2 separate regions of the Arachis hypogaea genome follow, and region 1 is linked to region 2. Evidence: chromatin contacts called from public Hi-C data. All regions are on one chromosome and are shown on one strand. The core of a region is the stretch at or near the end of the contact, and the rest is flanking DNA. Distances in the headings are between cores, read along the strand shown. Region 1 holds the start of LOC112698264 (a long non-coding RNA gene). Region 2 holds the start of LOC112697245.

Evidence for each region. Hi-C and Micro-C count contacts between places; a contact is called where the count stands out from the background.
Region 1: a Hi-C map of leaf shows a contact between it and region 2, with 2.7 times the contacts expected there. The contact joins the enhancer-like site here to the promoter of LOC112697245 in region 2. A contact is called at or near these places in 2 of 8 Hi-C or Micro-C datasets (both in leaf).

Annotation. Positions count from the first base shown.
Region 1 is chr6:103,745,595-103,752,336 of arahy.Tifrunner.gnm2.J5K5, reverse strand. LOC112698264 (a long non-coding RNA gene) reads right to left here and starts at 6,665. Exons shown (of 3, transcript XR_003151468.2): 1 at 6,522-6,665; 2 at 6,405-6,446; 3 at 6,163-6,252. Within about 2 kb of position 1,441, at least 1 of the 3 cell types and tissues checked has open chromatin away from gene starts, as enhancers often do.
Region 2 is chr6:103,602,805-103,609,971 of arahy.Tifrunner.gnm2.J5K5, reverse strand. It overlaps LOC112697245, which reads left to right and starts at 1,736. Exons shown (of 6, transcript XM_025750344.3): 1 at 1,736-2,171; 2 at 2,259-2,338; 3 at 2,427-2,551; 4 at 2,647-2,696; 5 at 2,828-2,902; 6 at 2,996-3,623. The coding sequence starts at 1,921. The coding sequence ends at 3,464. LOC112697243 reads right to left here. Exons shown (of 19, transcript XM_025750338.3): 19 at 4,026-4,700. The coding sequence ends at 4,377.

The sequences.
Region 1 (6,742 bases), core at 192-2,691, 140 kb before region 2:
TTCCAAGCACTAGCAATTATTGATGCTAAATCCCAAGTTCCTAACACTTTTCAGATACATGAACCTGTGATGTGATCAACTAAATTAAGAGAAGTAAACAAGGAACATGAGATCCACAACGAAATATAGTGCTTCCCATGAAGGCGATACTAGCTAGTGAGATGCATGAATATATGAAAAATGCTTCTTATTTTCTAGTAATTTTTTATAGAGCATATTTTTCGGTCATATGCATATATAATATTTAATTAAGAACAAATGATATCGATACTCATAATATTTTATTAAAAAAATATACTTTATCGATTTAACTTGAATCACAATAATATATATATATATATATATATATATATATATATATATATATATATATATATATATAATGAAGATTATTTATACCAAATTTTATCGAAATCGGATATCACATATAATTGAAGAATTATTATTTATTTATCTATATTCTAAATAAATATATTATATGTTGATTTTTAGATATATAAAAAATATATTACATGATTTTGAATTCTACATGAAATTGTTAGAGATAATCTTTAATATAAGTTTCTAACACAGTGATTAATATATATACATATATAAGTTTTAAAAATGCTAAACTTGTAATCTTCTCTACCGAACTTATTCATGATGTAATTAACGAGCAATGCTAGGAGGCCAGCAACATTTATGATTGGTAGCCATTAACTAGTCATCAATGATGATTTGATGGTGTGAAATTGGTGTGAGATTTCATCCAATGGCTCACATTTCTCTGCTGGTTACATGCTAACCAAAATGCAATAAAATTACTGCCCCCTAAACTTTTCCGTAATTAACAACAACAACAACCAATAATAAAATTTGGAAATTGAGCCACACCAATGTTGGTTTTTTTATTTAAATAAAAAATTTCTTATTTTTTATTTTGGTTTTTTATTTTGGTAAAAAATAACAGAATTATATTTGAAAACACAACAAAAAAAAATTAAATATTAAACATATATTCTAAAAAAAGACTTTAGAAATAAGATTTTGATACAAATATTGCAATCATTATTAGAAAAATATGCTCTTTCAATTCTTAAAATTTGGTAATTTGATGTCAAATAAATTTAAAAAAATTATTGTGAATGATCACATTTAAAAAAAAAATAAAAAGAAAATTTCAGAAATTAAATTTTGTTCTAATTTTTTTGGTACAATTTTTAAATATTTATTTAAATATTGTCACAAAAATTTATATTAAACAGATAAATTATTTACTAAATATTAAATTTAGATTAAATAGATAAAAAAATATAGTATTTTTATCACATTCAAATTATTTAAAAATTATTTATTTTATCGATGACATCTTTTAAATATATTTTTGTCCGCGGCCAAAGTTTTTGATTTTTTAATTGGTAGTTGACCCGGCCTTCTTTAAATTTATTTTCGAACAAGACTTAATAAAGCCCAAACCAAAGTTGGAGACATACACAGTAACGGAGCACATCAAGTCCAAAAAAAAAAATTAAATTAACAAAATTTAATAAAAGTTATTCTAAAAGATTAAAATGCCGACAAATAAAAAAAAATTAAATCGACAAAAGTTGATAAAAATAAGTAAGCTAAATTCATGTTGTTTGGACCTTTTAAAATTATTTTTATCAGCACTTGAATATTTTATGCTCAAAATACATAAGATTTTGTTGTATATACCCCCTTGATCTAATCGTGGTGAAAAAAAGAGTCATATATTCGAAACCTCATTCCTCGCTCAATACGGACATCTCTAATCTGTCATCAAAATTTGTTTCTTTGCTGTGACATTATTGTTATAAATTTTCTTTACTCATTGTACAAGGATCGATCACTTCATGTCATTTCTCAACCGACAAGATTAGTGAAAGGAAACAAATTGGTTGTTGCAGAATAGACATTAGGCTGATCAATCAATAAACTCTAGATCTTATTTTTTATGTGCTATTAAATAAGATATTAATCTAGTTTATATAAGTAAGACATGCATTTATTTTTTATACATGAAATGTTAATCGATAAAATGATTCCTACTTCATACAAAATTTTCTATCTTTTATACTACTATGCAGATTAAAACAATTAGTAACAACTAAATGACACAATTTTTTGCAAAATCACATAATCCCTTTACTAGTATTTTGTATTTCTCATGTCAAGACCGTATGCAAATTTTAGTGTTGGAAAAATATTGATATTGATATAGATGAGTAGTCACACAAGTACAGAAAAAATAAAGAATAAAGATATAATTTTTTTTGTAAAATTTATTCACTACAAGAAAACACTTCTATTGCTACCCTTTTAAAGTATGGTAAAAAGTTGAAAAAACGTGGCAATAGTTTTTTGCTACGCTTTTTGAGCTACCGTCACGTTTGTGAAAGGGTCATATCTGCAAGCGTGGCGGTTGCTCTATCACCATGCTTTTTTTCACGCTTTTTACATATTATCACGCTTAAAAGCGTGGCCGTATGTGGGGATATAGCCACGCTTTTAAAATGTGGCATAGAGATAGATAATGTCATGCTTTAAAAGCATGGCAATGGAAAAAAATATGGCCATCCTTTAAAAGCGTGCCATTAGAGGGAGATATGGCCACGCTTGAAAAGCGTGGCAATATAGATATATATGGCCACGCTTTAGTTGCGTGCCAATAGAGAGAGATATGACCACGCTTTAAAGTGTGGCTATTGATAACTACAGTATAATATAGCCACTCTCTTAAAGCGTAGCTATAAGTTTGGTCAGTAACCTATTATTATTCTTTTAATCTTCGTAATAAAACTTTGCAAAAATTCATAGATAATTTTATAATTTAGTCGATGACCAGTAATTTTAAATCAACTAATCCAACCTTCGTAAAGTTGTCACCACAAAAAGTGTGTGTGATCACATAATATATGCTCTAATAAAATACCAAAAATCAAAGTCATAATAATTACCCATAAATTTTTAATACATGAATTAGAATTCCAACAATTATTACATTATCTACTTCTTGTATATATACTTCATTACAAAATATAAAACTTCATGATTACTAATCATCTATTATAAGCGAAATTATTTTACCACGGCCCTGTATAATATTAAATATTGTTGTGTTAGTGCATCATATATTTTACCAAAAAATGAGAGGACATATATCAATGGAAACTATATGTATATATAAGTCATGCATTACTCCAATTAAAACCTGTAATGTTTTATATTGGAGCCACATTCTCCAGTTTACTTCCATTCGTAACAAACCTAGCTTTGTTTCTATTTTCCTTTAAATATATAGATATATGGAATTTAAACACGCTTTCTTTAATAAAATAATGTTCACCACAAAGGTAATCAAAGTGTACTTTTTTTAATAAATTGAGACAAGTGATTGATGCAAATGTTACCAACCAAGTAGAAATCACTTTAGAATTTATATTGTATAAATTTAATACAAATACAAACAACTCACAATTGTGGTGTGTTTTAGCATCATTTTCTTTTTCCTTTTTACTTGTGCGAGTTGCTATAAAAACTTTAGCCCTTGATGGTTCTTTACTGTTCTCTTTAGAATCACGCTAGAGTACATAGAAAAAAGTTTACATGAAACATACTAACTAGACAACTACACCATGAATATAAAGGAGAAATCACAAAAAATAAGTTATATTACCAGCTACTTACGCACTATTCCAAAATTTGTGGATTCCATTTGGTGAGGACATATTTGCTTTGATCTATTTTCAGTATTCTTAGCAGAGATAGCCTAAATATAAACATGAAGAAGAGATATTATTATTCTTACAAGACATGTTTTCTTGTTCTTAGAAAAGTGAGTCGTTTAGGATTCTAACAAAAAAACACTACATGAAAACTTATCAAGATGTTTCAGAATCAAGGTCCTCCATGTACTCATTTGTTTTTCTCATCTTTCTCACAATGTTATTTGGCAAACATGTTTGGAGCCATATCTATAATGGTTGTTTGTCGATCATTCTTCACTAATCAATTTCACCATTATCATTTGGAAGACTTGGAATCACTTTAGGTTCACATGGCTCCCTTGCACATATTATGGGAGAATCAGACTCAAGGTCATCATTTATTCTAGATAAATCTCTTGAAATTATTTTCATAACATAGTGTTTGTCACTCACATATAGGTCTTGCACATAAAAGTATTGGTTTATCTGAGATGTTAGCACAAATGGTTCTTCTTGGTAGCATTTTTTATTGAAATACACATATGAAAGACTAAAGTTGTCTTTTGCAACTATATACCACTCACACTTAAACATGACTATCTTAAATTGGCCATAATAATCTAACTCAAACATATATATTATTCTACCATAATAGGCTACTTTTGCTTCAATTGGGTTCTTATCTTTCACACTAGCAAATCTAAGAGTCAATGAGTCTAATCTTACACCACGATTTTGGGTTTTGCATCTCGCATCACGGTGCCTTGTATGGAACATATACCCATTAATAAACCTGAAAATCTTTTTGCAACTCTATTTGAAATCCTAGCCAACCCTTTTGTCCAACTAGGCACATCTTTTTTCATGGCACGAATTTTAAACCATTATGAGAATTATTGACTGCAGTCTTTGGCTTTCTCACACTTTGTTCTTTGTAGATTGTTATCATTAACTGCCTCCTCATGCTCTCTGAAAAGATCAAATATTCATAGTCTTATTTGTTAGTAAGGTAAAATATTATTATTGAGATCTAACAAATAATAATGAATCAAATAAAATACCTCATGTAGACTTCGATCTTATCATAATTGTTTACACTACAAAAATAATCACTTTTAGCGGCCATTTATTTTGCGTTTAGAGGCAATAAAAATAGCCGCTAATACATTTACCGGCAATTAGACATTAGCCGTTTTATGCTTTGCCGCTAAAAGGTTTTAGCAGCAATTATAACATTTGCCGGTAAAGACTTTTTTAATGGCCACAAAAAGTATATAACTTTTAGCAGCTATTTTTTTGGCAATTTATATGGCCACAAAAAGTATTCTAAGATTACAATGTTATTCAATTTTTAGTGGCCATTACTATTGCCGCCAAAACCCATTTTACCGGCAATTTATTTGGCCACTAAAAATAATTTTAAAATTGTAATGTTATTCATTTTTAGTTGTCATTACTATTGCCACTAAAATATTAAAACTTTAATTATGTTCACTCTTTTATAAATGACAACCTATCATTTTTTTTTTAAATTTCAAATTATTTTTACCAACAATTATTATTATTGTACGTAATATAAATATACTAAAATTAATTAATACAAAATGAAATATTTCATTAAATTCAAAATATTTATACACAAATTTCTCCTAAAAAGTAATAAAGCATAATACAAATTTAAACAACACAAATATTACAAAAAAAGAATTTAAAAGTAAATCTACATTATATATTTAGAAAACAAAGTGGACTTTGTCCCAACATGTTTAGACCAAAATTCCAAAGTGTGTACTCCATTTGCCTAACCAAGTCTTTTATTGGTGTAGTGCCAAAGTCAAGATCCTGGTTCAATAGAATAGCTGCCTCTGCTACAATAATAACCATATATCATTAACACAAGTATGTAAAATCATCAAGGGATCACTAGTCAGAACATTAAGACATGCTAAACCAAGTATCTGATAACAAAACAAAATTAGTGAGATTTTAGAACATTATGACATGCTGAAACACTAGTCAGTGATATCAGTTAAACCTATCAACAGTTCAGTGCAGTTAGAAATCACACCAGAACTATCTCCCAAGAAAAATGACCAGCATTTTGAGCAGCTATTCCTCTCTCAAAGCTTTGAATGACATACGAGTCCTAACAGATATACATAGAAAAAAAGAATAGCAAGATGAATACTTGATTCAATTAAGGTTTTCAATGAGTTGAAATAATATATTCCAAGGGATAGAGTAATGTTATTTGGCAAGGTAAAAAAGTGCTTACATGAGCTCAAGGACAAGTGCAGATGCTCCGCTTCCGCCATTGTAGATGCCAGCAATGCCATATCTCCCATTCTTCTATCTTAATACCTAAAACAGTCGAACCCAAGTTGGTTCATAAACATGCGAAAGTATGTAAGGGTGAAGGAATAAGATGCTTAGAGTAACCAAGATTGCAATTTACCCCTATTAATGTAACTAGGATTCGAGCCCCGTTGCAACCCAGTAGATGGCCTAATGATACAGCTCCACCATGTACATTAAGTTTGTCCTGCATTTAATAAGAAATGCATGAATTATATACAATATTTAGTCATGTAATGGGGCAGAATGAAGGAATCAAATTGGAGAAGTAGCCATGCTAGCCAAAAGAAAATGTCAGATTAATGTGCAAAGAACTAGTTTAGTCACATGAACACTCACAGGACTAAGACGAAGAAGCTTCTGATTTGCAAGAGACACAACCTGTATAGAAGAAATTAGAAGAACAAAAGATAAAGGAAATAAGAATGAATGAGTAAAGGGTGCTGTATTCCTTACAGAAAAAGCTTCATTTATTTCATAATAATCAATTTGAGAAGCCTCTAGACCAGCATTTGATATAGCTTTTGGTATTGCAAGGGCAGGAGCAGTTGTAAATAATTCAGGTTCCTGTAAGAATCATTTTGATTCAGCTCTACATGATCATATTTATCAAGATAAAAATAGTTTAATTTATTATTTTAATATGATGTATTGTAATTGTTTGACAAGTATCCTAA
Region 2 (7,167 bases), core at 487-2,986:
TTTTAGTTGTACTAAGATTAAAAGATAATTTCTTTTGTTTTGCAAAATGACATGAATCACAAGGAAAATTTGAAGCAATACTATCTATAAAAGGATAATACTTCTTCAGAAAAATCAATTTATGCATGGGTATGTGTCCTAATCTAAGATGCCAAATGTTGTTGTGCTCACTGTGTGAAGGTGTGGTGGGATGAGTAGTAGTAGTAGTTACCGCCAATGAAGCTTGCTTTGTTGGAAGAGGGGGAAAATGAGAGAATTCTGGTTCTCTACTCATTGTATATAACCCTTCTATACACTCAGCAATGCCAATCATTTTTGATGTGGATCTATCTTGTATCTCACAACACTTATCATTGATTAACAATTGACAATGTAAGTTTGAGGTTAACTTTGACACAGATATCAATTTAAAATCAAAAGAAGGAATGTATAAAACATTTTTGAGAAAAAAATTTTTAGAGAATGTGATTGTGCCAATGATGGTGCTAACAGTTTTGGTTCCATTTGGCTATATCACATTGATTGGATCAATATTTTGAAAACTTGCAAAATCTTTTAAGTCAAAAGTCACATGATCTGTTGCACCGGAATCAATGATCCATAGTGCAGATTTTGGAGTGATAATGCTCATAATTCTCGCATTAAAATGTAATGCAATGGTTTTACCTGGAGTGGAAGTGTGAATGGAATTAGTCAAAATTTGATTTGCATTATGAGGTTGTTGCTGCACACTTTTGTCTTTGATCAACTCTAACAAGGCAAATCTTTGCTCTGGAGTGAATCCAGATCTTGATATTCCAATGTTCTCTTGGAGACAATTGAGCTGGAATTGTTTGTCACTGAGTATATCATCATGCCCCTCAGTGATCACGTGATTGATGGTGGTGTTATGTTGTTGCCATTGGTAGAAGTGGGAGGAGTACCCATGCTTCTTATAGCATACATCTTCTGTGTGGCCTTGCTTGTTGCAATGAGAGCAAGCCAATGTAGCTCCACGACCTCTGCAATGAGAGGATCTGTTTGCCATGTTTGCCATTTTGAGAAATCAATGAATCACAGAGTAATAGGGATTCAGATCTTCTTCCTTCCAACTCGTTGATCGGAACAGCTATGTTCACCAAGAAAGAATCTTGCGAAATAGCCTCTCATCAAACTCTATTGGATGAGTTTGAAGGAAGAGGTAAGAATGGGGGAAAGAAAATGTCGAAAGAAAAATTAGGGATAGAAAGAGAATGGCAAAATTGGATTGATCTCAATTCACAACTTTTTCTTTTTTTTTTGATTCACAGCTTGGTTGCTCTCCACGCTCACCGCACCATGAAGAAAATCTCATGTCCTAAGCTGTTCAAGCTGTGATGTTGATGGTTTGATGAATTAGAAGGGATTAAGAGAGGGAGAGAGATAGGTTCTTCTCATTATTGGAGAGAATGAAAAATCCCCCTTTTGAAAAATATTTGTTGAGTTATTACACCTTATATACTATGTACTTTTTTTTTATGTACTCTCACTAAAAAATAATTACAATGGTAAACCTATTATTGATAAAGAAATAATCTAGCTAACATATATAGCAAATTATCTTTTCAAATAAAAAAAATTTACAATTCACTTTGACATTTTGTTATTTTAAATTTGCACCTATATTTTCAAAAAACACAAAAAAAAATTAATTTTCAAGAGTTTCACTCAATTTTATGCCATATAAAATTCTTCTAATCTAGCAAAGATTGTGAGCGTATTATCGCATTTCGCAGTATATAGTACCACGCTACCACCACAAATTATAGCCGTTGCGAATTCAAAACTAAAATAAAATAAAATACAATTCGACCGTTGGTGAAACCTTATACCCTTCACTTCCCAGTTTGTACTGTTTTCATATTCAGACAGAACCATTCTCAAACCAAAAAGAAACAAAAAATGGTTAGTGAAGACCAAAAACGAAGCCCCAGAAACCAGAAGTACCCTGCAACTGAGGGAAATGGCCAAAGCCAAAACCTTAACGATGCCGTTTTCAGTCCGCGATTCAAATCTGCGGCAGCTATGGCCGGCTGGGACGAAGAGGCACTGCTTCTCGCAAGCCTCGTCGTTGAAGACACACCCGATAGAGATTTCAAACACAAGAAGCGCTCTGTCTTGAACTCCAAGACTCCACCCACCAATTCAAGAAGGTATTCTAATCCTGCTTTCTTCAACGCTTTTTTGATTGAATTGTGTTATTGCAATTATGTGATTATTGGAATGAACTTTGTGTTTAGGAAACGCAGAGCACAGAGTTCTCCAGAATCGATACGAGTGGCTGTTCTTGATCTTGACGAAGAAGACACTCCAAGAAAAGGTTATTTTATTTCCAATTTGGGGTTTAGGGTTCTTGATCTTTCATAATCATTGTGATCTTAGATTCTTATGTTATCATTACTGTGCAGATAGTGGGAAAAAGACTAAAGAAAAGAAGGCCACTGTAAACGAAGAGAGTAAAGAAGGAGGGAAGGAATCCGGTGTTGCTGCACTTCCCTGCATTGATAAGCTCAGAGACGAGCTTTCTTGCGCCGTGAGTGGTTTTGATGTCGATATCATTGTTTTCAAGGTTCATAAATTCCTAGTTTCAAAATCATTTCATGTTTGTTTTTATTTATCATTGTGCAGATTTGTTTGGAGATATGCTTTGAGCCAAGTACCACCCCTTGTGGTCACAGGTACACTTCAAATAAAAATTTTCTGAATTTCTTACTTAGTATGATTTGTCCTGGCCCTTTTTTTTAAATTTCTATTAATTAATTGATTATCATATCCTAGATTTCTAATTCAAAATCTTTAATATTTACAGCTTTTGTAAAAAGTGCCTTCGATCTGCTGCAGACAAATGTGGCAAAAAATGCCCAAAATGCAGGCAATTAATAGGGTATGTATAATTTCTTTTCCTTCTTTCTTTTTTTACTTCACAAAAATCTCATATTCTTAATTAATGTTTTATCATTTTTTTGTTAAATTGCAGCAATGGAAGATCATGCACTGTGAACACTGTTCTCTGGAATACAATACAGCTCCTGTTTCCCCAAGAAGTTGAGGCAAGGAAAGCGGCCGGCGCCATAAATAGCCGGCAACAATCTAAGTGCCTGAGCCCAGAAGCAGCATTTTACAACAATTTAAGGAATGGTGAAAGCACAACAACCAGAGGTGGTGTCAGTACAAGGAGAAGCAGCGGTAGGGCTGCCGCAATAACTGATCAGGAAGCAAGGCGGCTCCAAGGTGTGAGATCAAGAAGAGGGATTACTCCTGCTACACAAACTGAGGATGCAGCAATTGCCCTGAGGCTGCAGAGAGAGGAGTTTATGCAGGCCTTTAGGGGAACACAGGAACAACACCATTCCAGCAGATCCTCATCTGTGGATTTAGCTAGAGAAAATTTGAGGGCAATGGCATCTAGAGCCATGAGTCTTCGCATTAGAGATCGAAGATTTTGAAAAATAAAATAGGGACCAGTAGCTGCTTCAGCTGCTCCTAATTTGTATTGTTTGTTGTTTTTTATGCAAATTTTCTTTTTATATATTTTTTTCTCGAGAACTTTTGTTGTTGACAACAATATATATGTCAAGGAACTTTGCCGCTGTTTTATCTGTAAAGTGGATCCACTTCATGGGATTAGGCTTGGAGGTTGTTATTTAGTAACTTTAGAATTTGTGATCACATTAAATTTGTTTACTGAAGGACCTGTGATTCTATCTTATAGTGAGTTTATTCGGTTGTACTACACACATTCTTATTTAGTCTTCTCTATCTAAATTAAGTCAATATAATCAATTTTCTTATTCTCATCCAACAATCACATAACATGCTTTCTTTATAAATGAGAGTTGCAGCAATGAAAATGAGAGTTAAGAGGATCATCCTAAAGACAAAAAGCATATAAATGGGCATCATCTCAAACCATCAAGAAGATTTTAATTGTGTTCCAGCAAAATTCTACAATGTAATGGAATATCCTTATACATATAAAGACAAAAAGCATATAAATGGGCATCATCTCAAACCATCAAGAAGATTTTAATTGTGTTCCAGCAAAATTCTACAATGTATATCCTTATACAAAGATCCGCTAGCAAAAAAGGACCTTGGCACATATGTATAAAAGAATAAAAGAAAAAAATATGAACAAAAGAAATGCTAAGCCCAAAGCTTCTAAAATGTTGCAACAGTTCTACGTGGAATACTCGGATTACACACTCTCAGTTTCATTTCACCAGTGAAATTTCGTCTCGACATGAAGCATCAAACAGCAATGACCGAGGTATACATCATCAAAACAATCGTAAATTCATAACAGTGAGAACTCCTGACATCCTATTATCTAGTTCTACGAAGTTGTTGAAGCTTGTTTAGTGCCGCTTTCTGCTGCCATAAGTAACCTGTTTTGTATCCCTATTCCTTCTTTGCAACATCCTTAAAGTAAAGGAAATGGCACCTATAGCAGCCATAGCATAAAAGGCTATGTACGGAGCCATGGCCAGACCAGCAAAATAGGAACAGTATCCAGCTATCAGATATAGGAAGTATAGACGAACTTTGAGGATGGGGACCCCCCTGATGGGCAAAAAGAAAGAATTGAACTCTGGCTTTGTGTTGCAGATGCCGTGAAGTATAACGCAGATACAAAGTGTTGAATCCAGAAGCCTTGGGAGAGACTTGCCCATAGCTAGCCTCTGCAATAAAACAAAAAATGAAGGAATGAATAGAATGTAAAAAGCATGAAGGGTGAAGACTGCCAAATAGAACAAATTAAATAAAATTGCTTCATGTCCATAAGTTGGCACAATCTTATTGGTGGAATTAGGTGTTACATTCTATCTCTTTTACCCCACATGATTTATAAATTAGCCGACACATTAGGAGTAATCTAGTGTTTATTGATTTAGATAATGTACATAAGGTCCAAAGTTTAAACAGTATTGCCACCAATGTACTAAATAATCGTCATACTGATAATGATGATAACGCAGACACAACATATATTTGTTTTAAGATGGTCAGAGATATAGTAATTGGCAATTTTTATTGGTACAAAAGGAGAGGTAAGTAGTAGTTAAGTGGCAGTTTTAGGAGTTGTTAGCATGGTCCAGCTGGCTGCTAGGTTGTTAGATTCTATTACTCACTGCCTATAAATAGTTAGGTTATAGTTAGTTTAGTTTTATGTGCATTTTCTGTTATAAATTCTGTTAGAAACTGAGAGAATCTCTCTCCCTGAGTTGGTAGTCCCAACTGTGTAGAATCTTCTAGGGAGTGCTAATTGGCAATCCCTGTGCAGCAATAAAGCTTACCCGTTCTGCTAGTGCTAGCTCTATCAACTGGTATTTGAGCTTGAGGATCCTGTTGCTGAATGGTGCAATTGAGATCGAGGAAAATGGAGACATGATTTGACACTATCAAGTCGCGCATGGAGGAGATGTTCCGATCAATGCAGGAGACGCTGCAGCGTTTTGATTCCAGAATGGATTCATTTGAAAATCGCGCACCTAATCGGAACAAGAGCGGTTCACTGGGACCACACCTGGCTGCAGGCTCGTTCCCGGGAAACCGCAACGGACCGGAGCATTGGCGGAAGCTGGAACTTCCGATCTTCCACGGTGGTTCAGATTGAACGCATAGAGCCATTTTTCTTGCTGCATGCAGTGCCAGAGGAGGAATGGCTCACGATAGCCACCTTTGCGATGGAAGGAAGGGCGTTCACGTGGTTCAGGTGTCGGGAGGCGACGGCGCCGATGCTTCAGTGGCGGTTCCTCAGTGCAGCGCTGCTACGGCATTTTCAACCAGAACGGCTGCAGAGTCTATCAAATGCTGCTGAAGCTGAAACAGACAAACTCGGTCCGGGACTACGTCAATCAGTTGGTGCTTCACGCGCAGCCTTTCCGTGGAACCATGATGGAATTGCTAATAGACCTCTTCTTGAACTGGCTGAAACTGGAAGCGGGTGAAGAATGTAAACTATTTCCATATCAGTCAGTGGATGCGTTGATGGAGCTGGCACAGAAGGTAGAAAACCGCAACGGCTGCCTTGCGAGGAGTATTGAGACGCAGTAAACCACTGGCTTCCAACTTCGTCGTTGCCAATTCAACCGCCACCAAAGCTGTGCACCCTGCTACAGTGTCCAATTCTGCAGCAAGCAAGGGTGCAGAGTCGACGACGGATCCCTTACCACAGCGCGGATTGAGACATCTCAGCAACAAGGAGTATAGGGCAAAGCACGCCAGGGGGAATGCTTCCTCTGTGATGAACAGTACACTGCAGATCACGTTTGCAAGAATAGGGAGTTCAAGCTTTTGATCATGGAGCCAGACTTTGAAGCTGATTGGTTACAGCTTGAGGCAGATCCAGAAACAGGGGAGCAGGGGCAATTGGAACTCAAATTCATGAGCTTGAATGGACATCACAAGTCAATCAAAGCCTGGGCAGAGATAAATGGCCGCCATGTGCACGTTCTCATAGATTGTGGAGCTTCAGACAACTTCACGACACCGGAGATCATCACCGAGTTGGGCTTAAGGATTGACAACACCCCTAAGTTCCAGGTCAAGGTAGCAGACAGCAGCAGTAAAGGGGGACAAGGAAGGCATTTGGGTGTAACTCTCCAATTCAAGGAATTGGCAATCAAGGAAGACTTCTTCATTTTCCCAACTGACGATGCGGAGTTTGTCTCGGGGCTGGCGTGGCTAGATAACTTGGGAGATTTCATCACAAACTTCAAAAAGTCACGCCTTCGATTTCAGAATGGGGGAGAACATGGTTACTTTTTAGGGGGACCCGGAGCTTTGCTATGGAGGCATGCACCTTCAATCTGCAGTTTTGTCCATTCAAGAAAGGGGAGAAAGATTTATGGTCCAGCTGTGGCCCATGACTTTGCAGGCTGCCACTATATCGCAGGTGCTGGAGGTGATACAATCGGTGTTAGCTTCTAATGCTAAGGTGTTTCAGACCTTACCAGGGTTGCCACCGCACCGTCGCCATGATCATGTGATTCCACTGAAGGAAGGAGCTTCGGCCCTGAATATAAGACCTTATCATTACCCGCACCATCAGAAATCGGTGATTGAACAAATGGTGAGAGAAATGCTGGCCTCAGGGATAATTCGGCCAAGCTCCAGCCCTTATGCTAGCCCGATATTGTTGGTGAA